3 separate regions of the Callithrix jacchus genome follow, and all the other regions are linked to region 3. A link is a contact called in public Hi-C data. All regions are on one chromosome and are shown on one strand. The core of a region is the stretch at or near the end of the contact, and the rest is flanking DNA. Distances in the headings are between cores, read along the strand shown.

Region 1 (3,359 bases), core at 512-3,011, 150 kb after region 3:
GACCTGTGTGCTCTCTGTGGGACTTAAGAGAGGGACTGGGATCCCAGTAAGAGACAAGGGCACCATGAAGCTTCCTGGTAGCATGACATTAATTGGGTAGGATAAGAAATGTTCTCTCAGTCATAAAGATGTCTCAGCATTTTCTCCTGACCCATTCCATGGTTTCCTCTTCTGCCGAGTGGATATTTAGCCACACATCAGGTGTCAGTCATTTGCCAGGTCACTGGTGGGACACTGGCTTTTGGGGATCTGAAAACCATCTGTCCTCAATCCCAGGTGACTCCCGTTTTTCTGTTGCTCAGCCCAGGATCCTATCTTTATGCGGGGCCTTGTATCATTAGTTCATTCACCTTCCCGTCCTGTAGTGAGGCTGGACTCAGGATTTTCCCTGCAGCCTTGTCACCCACAGCTACCTGTGAACTGCATCCTGGGCTGATCAATGGGCCTGGCTGTTTTCCTTTCAGCTAGTGTTTGCCCACCTGCTTTCCCTTTTCCGTCTGTCCTGAATCTGTGTACCTTCCAGAAACTCTGGTTCTGGATCAGCTTTCTGTTTTGTTGATAAAGGAGAAAGAGCGAGAGTGAGAGAGAGAGAGGAGAGAGAGAGAGAGAGAGCCCTCAAGCTCCTCTCCAGGAGTACACATCTCCTTGAGGGAAAAGAACACGCAGTGCCGGCCTTTGGAATTGGCAGCCAGTGTACTGTTCTCCGTCTGATAAGAGGTACTGTAAATAAAACTGTACACCGTGGCCTGTTGTAAAATGCCCCGAGTCTGTACTCATTGTTCTGACAGCTTATGCTTTTTTTGGGTCTGCTGTTTTGGTACACTCTGTACTTCCTTATGTAAGCAGGCGTGCAGATCTCATCAGAACATTCAAGATGTTTATTTTAAAATCTCAAGGAATTTTGAAAAAAAAAAATAAAAAGGACACACCACTCAACATTAGTTGCTGGCAAACATTAGGTGTTTTTTCAGTGTTTCCTTTTTTTTCCCTTCTTATTATTAGCATGGGGTGGGAGAAGTTTTGGAAAGGGAGGGATTTGGATTTGTTTTCTTCACTCACTGGCTTCTGCCTTGTTTCCTTCAGAGAGACACCATGCGTATCTGATTGCAGTATCTTCTGCTTCCTTCCTGGATGCCTGGGACCCCCTGAGCCCCATTTCTTGTTAGGGCAGGGAGGGAGGCTCTTTGTCAAAGGAGAGAGGGCAGCTGTGGGGAACTTGCATGAACTACTGGATTGCAGCTTCATTGTTGTTGAGATCTTGGGCATTTAGAGAAAGCTTTATGTTTTTGGAAGTGCCCTGCTGGCTGTTCCCTCCTCTGATTCCTGTGAGTTGGGGTGATCCTTGGCACAGAGGGAGAGAGGCTCCCACACACGCAGGCCTGAGTCCTGCCTCTGGTATGTGCATTCTCTCTTTCCATCAAACTTTAACCAGCTTTGAACCTTCCTCCTTCCTTTATCCCCAGCCTTCTGGAAGTGTCAAGAAGTCAGGGAAAAAGGGGAGAAGAGTAGAGGTCTGGAGAACCCGAAACAGTCAGAGAGCTCCCTGCTCCCTGCAGGGCGATGCTTAGAACATCCTGAAGCTCTCATCTGCAGGGACCCTGGGAGACTGGCAGGGGCAAGAATATCTGACTGTCTGTTTCACAACTCCTACCTGGAATGTCAGATAAACTCAGGGCCTCGGGTAGGGAGTAGTGGCTCAGCAGATCATTGCCTGGGGACAGGGGGGCAGGAGGCTCACTGAGGGAGGGCTTGTTTGTTGGCTGCCACAGTGAACACTGGGCTGGGTTGGGAGCAGACATGCTGATGAGAGGGAGGTCTTGCACCAGAAGCAGCAGACAGCCCCACTTCCTAACTTTTCCTTCCTTTTCCTCTCAACTCCGTGAGACCTAGCCAGAGACCACGTCCTTGGGTTTTTTAAAAAGGGGTAGTAGAGAACTGAGTGTGTAGAATAAGGACTCTGCCACCCCCTAGGGGACAGACAGCTTGGCAGTGCCCTGAGTGGCCACTTTACCCTTCTCAGGTTAGTTCTGCAACCAGGAACTTGCCTGGGGCCTTCTTTGTTTACCAAGCATTTAGTAAGCACAGACTGTATGCCGGGCATGGTGCAGGGTATCAGGATATGGTAAAGCCCAAGACAGTTGGGAACCTGCTCTCACAGAGCTTACAGTCCATTGGGAAGATGGAAGAGAGCCCCAAATACAGGACAGTTGAATGGGGCTCCAGGGCCTTGTCCAGGGAAGATTTCAGAGCCAGGTTGGTGAATAGTTGCTGATACCGACATACTGGTTCTCTGGCAGATTTTTCTGCTACCCTCAACAAAACAATCACTCATCTTTAAATTAGAGGAACAAGGTGGGGTGTGCGTGTGTGTGTGTTCACATGTGCAGGTGTGGTGCCATATGTCTTTATGAATGTGAGACTCACTTTACACAAGATAAATGGCCCCCAAATAACTGTATGTCCAATTCCAGTAAAATCAATCATACTTTAATTGCAAGAAGGGAGCTCTTTCTTTAAAGGAAAGGTGACTGGAGATAATGGTTGCTGCGACTCACTGGTTCTGCATATCTACCCACCCGCTGTGGGGTGGAGCACTTTCCCCACCATGTCATAACTCCGAGGGACCACCTCTCACTGCTCCCATTTTACAGCCGAGGCAACAGGCTCCCTGAGATTGGCAGCTTGCTGACGATTTGACCGCCAATCTGTCTGATCCTTGGTACAAAACCCACCAAGGACCTCTGCTGTCCACAGTGTTTGGTGATTGACAAGGAGTTTTGTATTCATTCATGTCTGTTAGCCCATTTGCTCCTCACAGCAGCCTCAGGGGGGCAGGCAGACAGGCTCATTCCCATTTTCCAGACTGGGAAATCAGTCCATCAAGGTGTGATGACTCGTATGATGCCCACAGCAGTGAGTGGCCAAGTTAGGCGTGGGACCTGGTGCCTGCGACTTAGATCCTGCTGTTCTCCTCGGTTCACTTGGATCTGTGATTGCTGTGGATAGGGCAAGGGTCTAGCCCCCTTTATCTTCTGCTATTCTCCCTCTGCTATTTAATTTCTTTCTGCAATCTATTCCTTAACTTCCCCACCCCCACATCTCCCACCTCAACCTCAGTCCATCCTCAGCCAGCCTCCTTGGCTTGTCTTCCCTTGCCTGGTGTGGGTGTTCCCACGTGGTGGCCTTGTTCTCACCTATCCACAGCGCATCGGCGAGGTCCTCCCTGACTACCTTTTGTAAAAGAACAGCCCTGGCACTCTCCGTCTGTCTTTTCTTAATGCCTTTTTTGTTTGTTTGTTTTTGTTGTTGTTTGTTTTGAGGCAGAGCTTCACTCCTGTTCCCCAGGCTGGAGTGCAATG
Region 2 (3,384 bases), core at 792-3,291, 230 kb after region 3:
TGCCACATTTACAAGGCACGTGCACACTGAATACCATCTTGCTAATACCTTTTATTTTAAAAGTTTGTTAAATACGGGAATATCATATGATCCTCGGTACAATGTGCTAGGTAGGCACCTGTGCATTTATTCAGCAAAACCACCGTGTGCCAGTTACTGTTGTCGGCACTGGGAACTACGGCGAGGGACAAAGCAGACAAACCCCGGCCCCCGCTGGAGCTACCATGCTGGCGAGACACTGAGTCCGACCCGTTGCAGCATTAGGATGACTTGCTTAGGATTGCCCGGCTGGCAAGCAGCAGTCAGGACTCCAGCCACACCTCCTGACACCAGGTCAGGTTCCTTTATTCCAGAGCCCCTGAGGCAGGGGTCTCCCGTCTTAGTCTTTAGAGAGACATTGTCGACTTACTCCTTAGCAGCTAAACAAGCTTCAGAAATTTCTCAACGAGAAGCTTCCACACAATCAAAGGTCCCTGCCTGCGTCTGTAGCAGCCAAGAGCTGTTAAGAGAGGAGATCAGAGCAGGTGGCCTTGTGCAGGGGAGGGGATGGGTGGGAGGCAGCGGTGTAAGCTCTGCATTGTCATGGACAGAATAAAGGATTTCCACAACACTCTCCATGGGTACATGGGTACGATTCCCTCCCTGTCTCCAGCCCTTTCTCTGTTCCTCTTAGCAGAGGATGGAAGCATCGCCCTACTTGTCTTTAGCTGTAAAACCAAAGCCACTCAATCCTAGACATGATGCTTCAGCACCACTGCCTGAGGCTGTCCAAAATAACCCCTCTCCTCATCAAGACCTAGGGGACGTAGCCATGATTGCCGTGTTGGGTCTCTCTGATGTGGAAAGCCCATGCCAAGTGCCAGGCCTGGCCTCCAGCATCATTCCTGTGCCACCACCACCTGCCTGGGGAGCCAAGCATGGCCTGGCCTGCCAGGGGTGGCACTGGGTGGGTTACATTTCAGCCCTTTCTCCGGAGCCCAAGGCCAGGGTCTGTCTGACCCCGGGGTTGCTGTGCAGAGAACCACCTGGAGTACCATTATTCCCAGACAAGACATCTTCCCAGGAAGAGGAACAGGAGCAGCCCGGGGGCCTCCAGCCCCTAGAGGTTGCTTCTCTGCCTTTGCTTTCTCCTCTCCCTCTTTGCCATCTGCTCTGCTCTTTCCTCATCCCTCCTGCCCCTCATCTTTTTCCTCTCCCCCAGTCTTCTTTCTCTCCTTTCCACTCCTCCCCTCTCTGCCTCCTTTCTTGTCTTTTCTCCTTCCTTTTTGCTTTTGTTTCTCTGTCCCACCTGATTGTGTCTCTCCACATATTTCTCATCTGGGAAACTAGTCCTCGACTAAAATTCTATGTTTTGGTTTTGATTTTGAGTGGCTATCTCCATTCCCCCAAGCCATCCTGACCCCATCTTTTCTTGGGCCCCTGCCTATTTCCCCACCCCCACACTCTGCCCAACCCCTGAACACACCACACACACACACACACACACGCACACACACACACGCGCGCGCACACACACACACACGCCTCCCCGCCCCTCCCCCAGCTCTCTTCTCCTCCCCCAGGCCTCAGCTTTCTCTTGACAGATGGGAGGGCAGTGAGCACTCCCTCTTTAAAACAACATTTAATCGCCGTTTTCTGTTCTTGGACATCAAAGCTGGGGCTTAGGCGCTGTGCTGGGGTCGCGGCAGTGCGGGCGCTGGGGGAGAGGAGGTGAGTGAATAGGGGCTGGGCTGAATGGGCTTTGTGTGACCGCCAGCTCTGCCAGCTTTACATGCTCTTTGACCCAGATATGATCTCATGGAGAGAAAGGGGCCCTGGCCAAGCCAGCCTGAGAATGCTCCCTCCGTGGTCTGACTCAACCCCTCTCCTCCCTGCCCGGGGCAGGCGGCCCTGAGGCCACCCCCCTGCCAACCCCTTCCTTCACCCAGAGGGTGCCGCTGCCACCCTCTGCCCCAGCCCTGGCAATTGTGGGCAGCCTCAACCAGAACGGACTTGCCAGGAGGGCACACTGCTGGGGTCAGAAGAGGGGACAGGCACTGAGGCCGGGTGCAGGGTGTTCTCCAGTGACCTTAATTGCGAGCTCCCCGATGCCCCGTAGTCTTGGCTGGGTTCAAGGAGGTGCTTGGGTCATGTCAGCCTTAGCAGCTCTCCCTCCTCCCAGTGGCTCTGAGGAACTCCCCTCCTGCCCAAGGTGGAGAGCTGAGGCCTGGAGCCAGCAGAGGCTTCTGAAGACTTGAGTAAGTTGCAGCCTGTGAGAAGAGGGATAAGGCCAGTCAAGTCCACGGCTGCATGGCCAGGCCTTCCCACTTGGGAGCCCCCCACTCTCCTGGCACCAGGAAGGGAGGAGACTGGGGATTGGAAGATGACTGACCTCCATGCTCTGCTTCTGCCCAGGCCTCTCTCTGTTCTGTCCTCTGCTTGCTTGCTGCCCGGAGCGAATTTCCAAAAATGCAAATAACATCATGTCACTCCCTGGATGAGAGTCCCTGGTGACTCCTCCGTACTCTGAAGATGGAATTCAAACTCCCTATCAAAGTTCCAAGACACCCTAAGTGACAGAGCCCCTGCTCTGCACGCCGACTTCATCCCAAGATCACTCTTGAGCCCCTGGGCCAACCCCTACTCTATTCCAGCCAATGCGACCACGGATGATCCGGGCCACACTGAGATCCAGTCCCCTGTGGGCCTGTGCATGTGCTGTGTCCTCTTCTGGGAGCCACACAAACACGCACACCCCTTCAGTCTGGATCTTTCAACTTCTCGTTATTCACTCTTCAGCTCAAACCTTCTCACTCTCAGGAAACCTTCCCCGGACCCCTGAGCTGAATTAGCTGTAGAGTCTCCATAGTACTCACCTGTTTCCTGAACTTTCACCATGACCAGACTGTCAGTCCTTGAGATCAGGAATTGGGTGTTGTCTGTGTTCCCAGAGCCTCATGCTGCCTGGCACATGGTGGGCACCCAGTAAATCTTTGTCGTATACATGGATGAAAGAAAGAGAGGGAGAAGGATGGAAACAGAGAGGTAATTAGCACTCCAGGGCACATGCTGCAGTTGTCAGGGGCAAGTGAAGCAGGGAAGCCGGAACATCACATGCCCACTTGGGCACCTCCCCAGGACACATGTACACACACGGCAGAGGCCCAGTGAGGGATCCTGCATCCCCACACCTGTGCCCATGTCAATTCATAGACCACCTACCTGACCTGTGTCTACCACGTGTCAGAGGGAGGAGCAGGAGACAACAGGGCAGTGGCATTTCATAGTTGGGAGCTGCCTGGGTGTTGCTGGGTGGGGTGGGGGGCAGAAGTGGGGGTAAGGGGTGCACATGTGACATCTGGTCCTTGGGTGCATCCCCCAGCTCTCTGTGTGGTTTCAGGCCCA
Region 3 (3,746 bases), core at 516-3,015:
TCCACCCCGTTTCATCAGGGCCTGATGGAGTGCTCAGACTGAGGAAGACAGCCTGGCCACGCCAGCCAGCAGACCTGGGTGTGCAGCTCCAGGCCACACTTACTTTTCCTAAGGCTGCTACCAGAGAAGATGGGAATACTGGCATTTTTTCAATCTAGATGTTTCTCCTCTTGATAGGGGACTGAAGTGAGACAACAGGAAGAACTTCCCGATCACAGTGTGAACTACGCGAATAGGTGAAGGGGGCTGCAAACCATCTTCTCTAACTATTTTTTTTTTTTTTTGAGACAGAATCTTGCTCTGTTGCCCAGGCTGGAGTACAGTGGCATGATCTCGGCTCACTGTAACCTCCGCCTCCTGGGTTCAAGCGATTCTCTGCCTTAGCCTCCCAAGTAGCTGAGACTACAGACCACCACGCCCAGCTAATTTTTGTATTTTTGGTAGAGATGGGGTTTCACCAAGGTCTCGATCTGTTGACCTTGTGATCTGTCCACCTCGGCCTCTCAAAGTGCTGGGATTACAGGCATGAGCCACCGTGCCTGGTCTGTGTTCTCTAACTCTTAAGGACAGAGAGACATTGGTAGGACCCTTCGCTTCCTGAGTCTGTGCCTAATGTATGAGTTCCGCCTCAGCTCACTCACTCCATGCGGGCACACGGACTCACACCACAGTCAGACGTCAGCATCACACACATACTGTCGGGCAGGCACAAAGCCCACACTGGTGTCTGACACTGGATGCAGGGACAGTCTGGATCAAGGACAGACAGCCATATGCAGATGCTGACATCACACCCAGCGCACACATCCACAGTAGAGGCAAACGAATGCCCACTTTTGCCCAGTGGCTCTCTATCAGGATGTACCGTTAGAATTCTCTGGAAGTTTCTGTGGAGGTGCGTGGGGGGTTTGAGACAGGGTCTTGCTCTGTCGCTCAGGCTGCAGTGCAGTGGTGCAATCATAGCTCACCACAGCCTCGACCATTCAGGCTCAACCCATCCTCCCACCTCAGCCCTCCTAGTAGCTGAGACTGACTACAGGCACGCGCCACCACGCCCGGCTAATTTTTGTTTTTTTTTTTTTTGCAAAGACAGGGTTTTGCTATGTTGGCCAGGCTGGTCTCAAACTTCTGGGCTCAAGTGATCCACCCACCTTGGCCTCCCAAAATGTTGAGATTATAGGCATGAGCCACCGCGCCCAGCCTCCGAGGGAGCTTTAACAGAGATATCCACGCTCAGGTCCCACCGCCGGCGAGTCTCACTTAATTCTGAGCAAATGCCTGCAGTGGGGCTTGGACTATGGTAGTTTTCAAAGCTCCCAGGGATCCCAATGTGAAAACCAGGGCTGAGAATGCGCCTTGAAAGATACCCTGGTTTCCCACTCTGGCCTAGTGCCCGTTCAGTTCTGCCTGGTGACCACTAGAGGTCAGCAGGGCTTGGAGGACCAGGCCGCGGGTGGCCCTGCAGGGCCCGGCCGGGCGTTGCGCTCTGGCTGCAGCGGGATCATCAGCCTTCTCCCCTTCTGGCCTCCAGCGGACAGAGGTCAGGCGCTGACTTGGCCGCGGGCAGAGGGGACACCGCAAGGGGGCACAGGCGGCCTGCTGGCAGAATCAGGCCCGTGAGCCGCAGAAAGTCAATTTCACTTGGAAGATTTTTAAAAAGTATCCCAGAATAAAGCCTCACAATCCCGCCCCGGCGCAGCGGGAGCTTCTCTGCACCAGGATTCTCTGACCTGGTCACCGCCTGGCCCTGTGCGCGGGTGGGCGAGAGCTTTACGCGCACTCACAGCCGGTCTGACACTCCAGGGCCCCTATAAGTATAAAAGAACGATTTTGTCTTTTCCGTAGGAGGAGCCAGTGTTTGGATCCCAAGTGTTGTTTATTTTGACTCACTGCTGTTTTTGCTGGAGAAGGGTAAAACAGAAAGTTCCTTTACTTTGGCTAAGATGTGGCACACGTAACTGCCCTGAGCCCGAATTTCTGATGAGCAAATAGAAGCAGACCAGTGGTTCAATCTTCCTTCAACATCTTCAAGGAGAATAACACCGAGAGTACATAGGATGGGCTTCTCTACATTTCAGTTGAAGAGAAATGGAATGAAGGCTCATCTACCACTGAAGATACCTTACCTCAAAAATGAAAAATAAGACGGCCTCCCCTATCAGCTCCAGGTTCTTCCTTCCTAGTTCGGGATCCTGGATACCTCATGACCACATTACACATTTGCACTCTTAGTGCTGCTCATAACAGGGTGTGATGAGTCCTCTCTACAGAGTCCACCTTTCCTTCCAAATTGTGAGGCTGCTGGATGGCAGAATACGTTCTGGGCACACAGTAGGTGCACAACAAACATTTGTTAAAACTGTTTGTTGTCAATCTTGTCTTGAATCCAGCCCAGAGAGAAACTTTTCTAGACCCTTCTGTTAAGCTCCACACAGTTCCCCATGCTTATGTGTGTGTGTGTGTGTGTGTGTGTGTGTGTGTGTGTGTGTGTGTGTTTTGAGACAGTTTCACTCTTGTTGCCCAGGCTGGAGTGCAGTGGCACAATCTCAGTTCACTGCAACCTCCACCTCCCTGGCTCAAGCAATTCTCCTGCCACAGCCTCCTGAGTATCTGGGATTACAGGTGCCTGCCACCACAGCTGGCTAATTTTTTGTATTTTTGGTAGAGACAGGGTTTCACCATATTGGCCAAGCTGGTCTTGAACTCCTGGCCTCAAGTGATCTGCCCACCTTAATGTCCTAAAGTGCCAGGATTATAGGCATGAGCCACTGTGCCTGGGCACAGGTCCCATTCTTAACTTGCAAATGTTTGGGGGAAGTTTGTTAAACCCTACCTACCCTCCCAAGAGAAAGTGATTGGGTAGATTTAGGGGAGAGTTTCAGTACCTTGCATTTGTGACAACTGAGAGTGATGATTCTGAAATTGTCAAGGGGGAATGCATTCTCTCTCCACTGCCTTCATCTCCAGGCTGGGCTCTTTTTCCAGCCTTGACTTCAGCTCTGGTCCAGGGAGCCAGGATAAGGTGGGGTTTGACATTCCCAAGGAGGCTGCAGTCCTTTTGTCCTGCTAACAAGATGAGCTGTGAGTCGCTGTCATTGCCTCTGGCACCAAGGTTATCAGGGCAGCTATCCCTCTCCACCTGCTTTGATTCTCTCTCAACAGTTCTTCTGTCTTTTCTTCCAAGTCTTTTCTTTTTTTTTTTTGAGATGGAGTCTCGCTCTGTCGCCCAGGCTGGAGTGCAATTGCAAAATCTTGGCTCACTGCAACCTCCGCCTCCTGGGTTCAAGTGATTCTCCTGCCTCAGCCTCCCAAGTAGCCGGGACTACAGGTGCTCACCACCACACCCAGCTAATTTTTGTATTTATTTTTAGTAGTGACGGGGTTTCACTATGTTGGCCAAGATGGTCTCGATCTCTTGACCTTGTGATCTGCCTGCCTCGGCCTCCCAAAGTGCTGGGATTACAGGCATGAGCCACCACTCCCAGCCTCTTCTAAGCCTTAATTTATGCTACCCCTTTCCTTGGTTCTCCTTACCAATCCCAGCAGCTGATGCAAGGTGAACATTCTGGGTCCACACCCCACTATGGGATAATTGTGGAGTGGTTTGAAACTTGACTTGGGGACCGAACTTGCAGCCCTTGTGGATGTGGTTCCAGGTCTTACCCTGGCCCTTAATGGGGTGAAGAAATGAGGGGCAGCCAGTGGAAAGAGGGCTCTGAGGACCTAGGGTTTAACCTGTGTGTTAC

What was found. A called contact is a pair of places that touch in the nucleus more often than the background predicts.
Region 1: a Hi-C map of skeletal muscle shows a contact between it and region 3, with 4 times the contacts expected there. The contact joins two enhancer-like sites. A contact is called at or near these places in 2 of 3 Hi-C or Micro-C datasets (induced pluripotent stem cells and skeletal muscle).
Region 2: a contact with region 3 is called in a Hi-C map of skeletal muscle, with 7 times the contacts expected there. The contact joins two enhancer-like sites. A contact is called at or near these places in 2 of 3 Hi-C or Micro-C datasets (both in skeletal muscle).

The regions. Positions count from the first base shown.
Region 1 is chr10:13,857,755-13,861,113 of calJac240_pri, forward strand. All of the region lies in intron 3 of ZBTB16 (zinc finger and BTB domain containing 16), which reads left to right. Among named protein-coding and RNA genes, the nearest start is that of ZBTB16, 120 kb to the left of the region's middle. Within about 2 kb of position 1,762, at least 11 of the 16 cell types and tissues checked have an H3K27ac peak or open chromatin away from gene starts, as enhancers often do. A contact at or near this core is called in skeletal muscle, where this site is marked.
Region 2 is chr10:13,938,655-13,942,038 of calJac240_pri, forward strand. No RefSeq gene overlaps it. Among named protein-coding and RNA genes, the nearest start is that of NNMT, 42 kb to the right of the region's middle. Within about 2 kb of position 2,042, at least 7 of the 16 cell types and tissues checked have an H3K27ac peak or open chromatin away from gene starts, as enhancers often do. A contact at or near this core is called in skeletal muscle, where this site is marked.
Region 3 is chr10:13,711,481-13,715,226 of calJac240_pri, forward strand. No RefSeq gene overlaps it. Among named protein-coding and RNA genes, the nearest start is that of ZBTB16, 25 kb to the right of the region's middle. Within about 2 kb of position 1,766, at least 5 of the 16 cell types and tissues checked have an H3K27ac peak or open chromatin away from gene starts, as enhancers often do. A contact at or near this core is called in skeletal muscle, where this site is marked.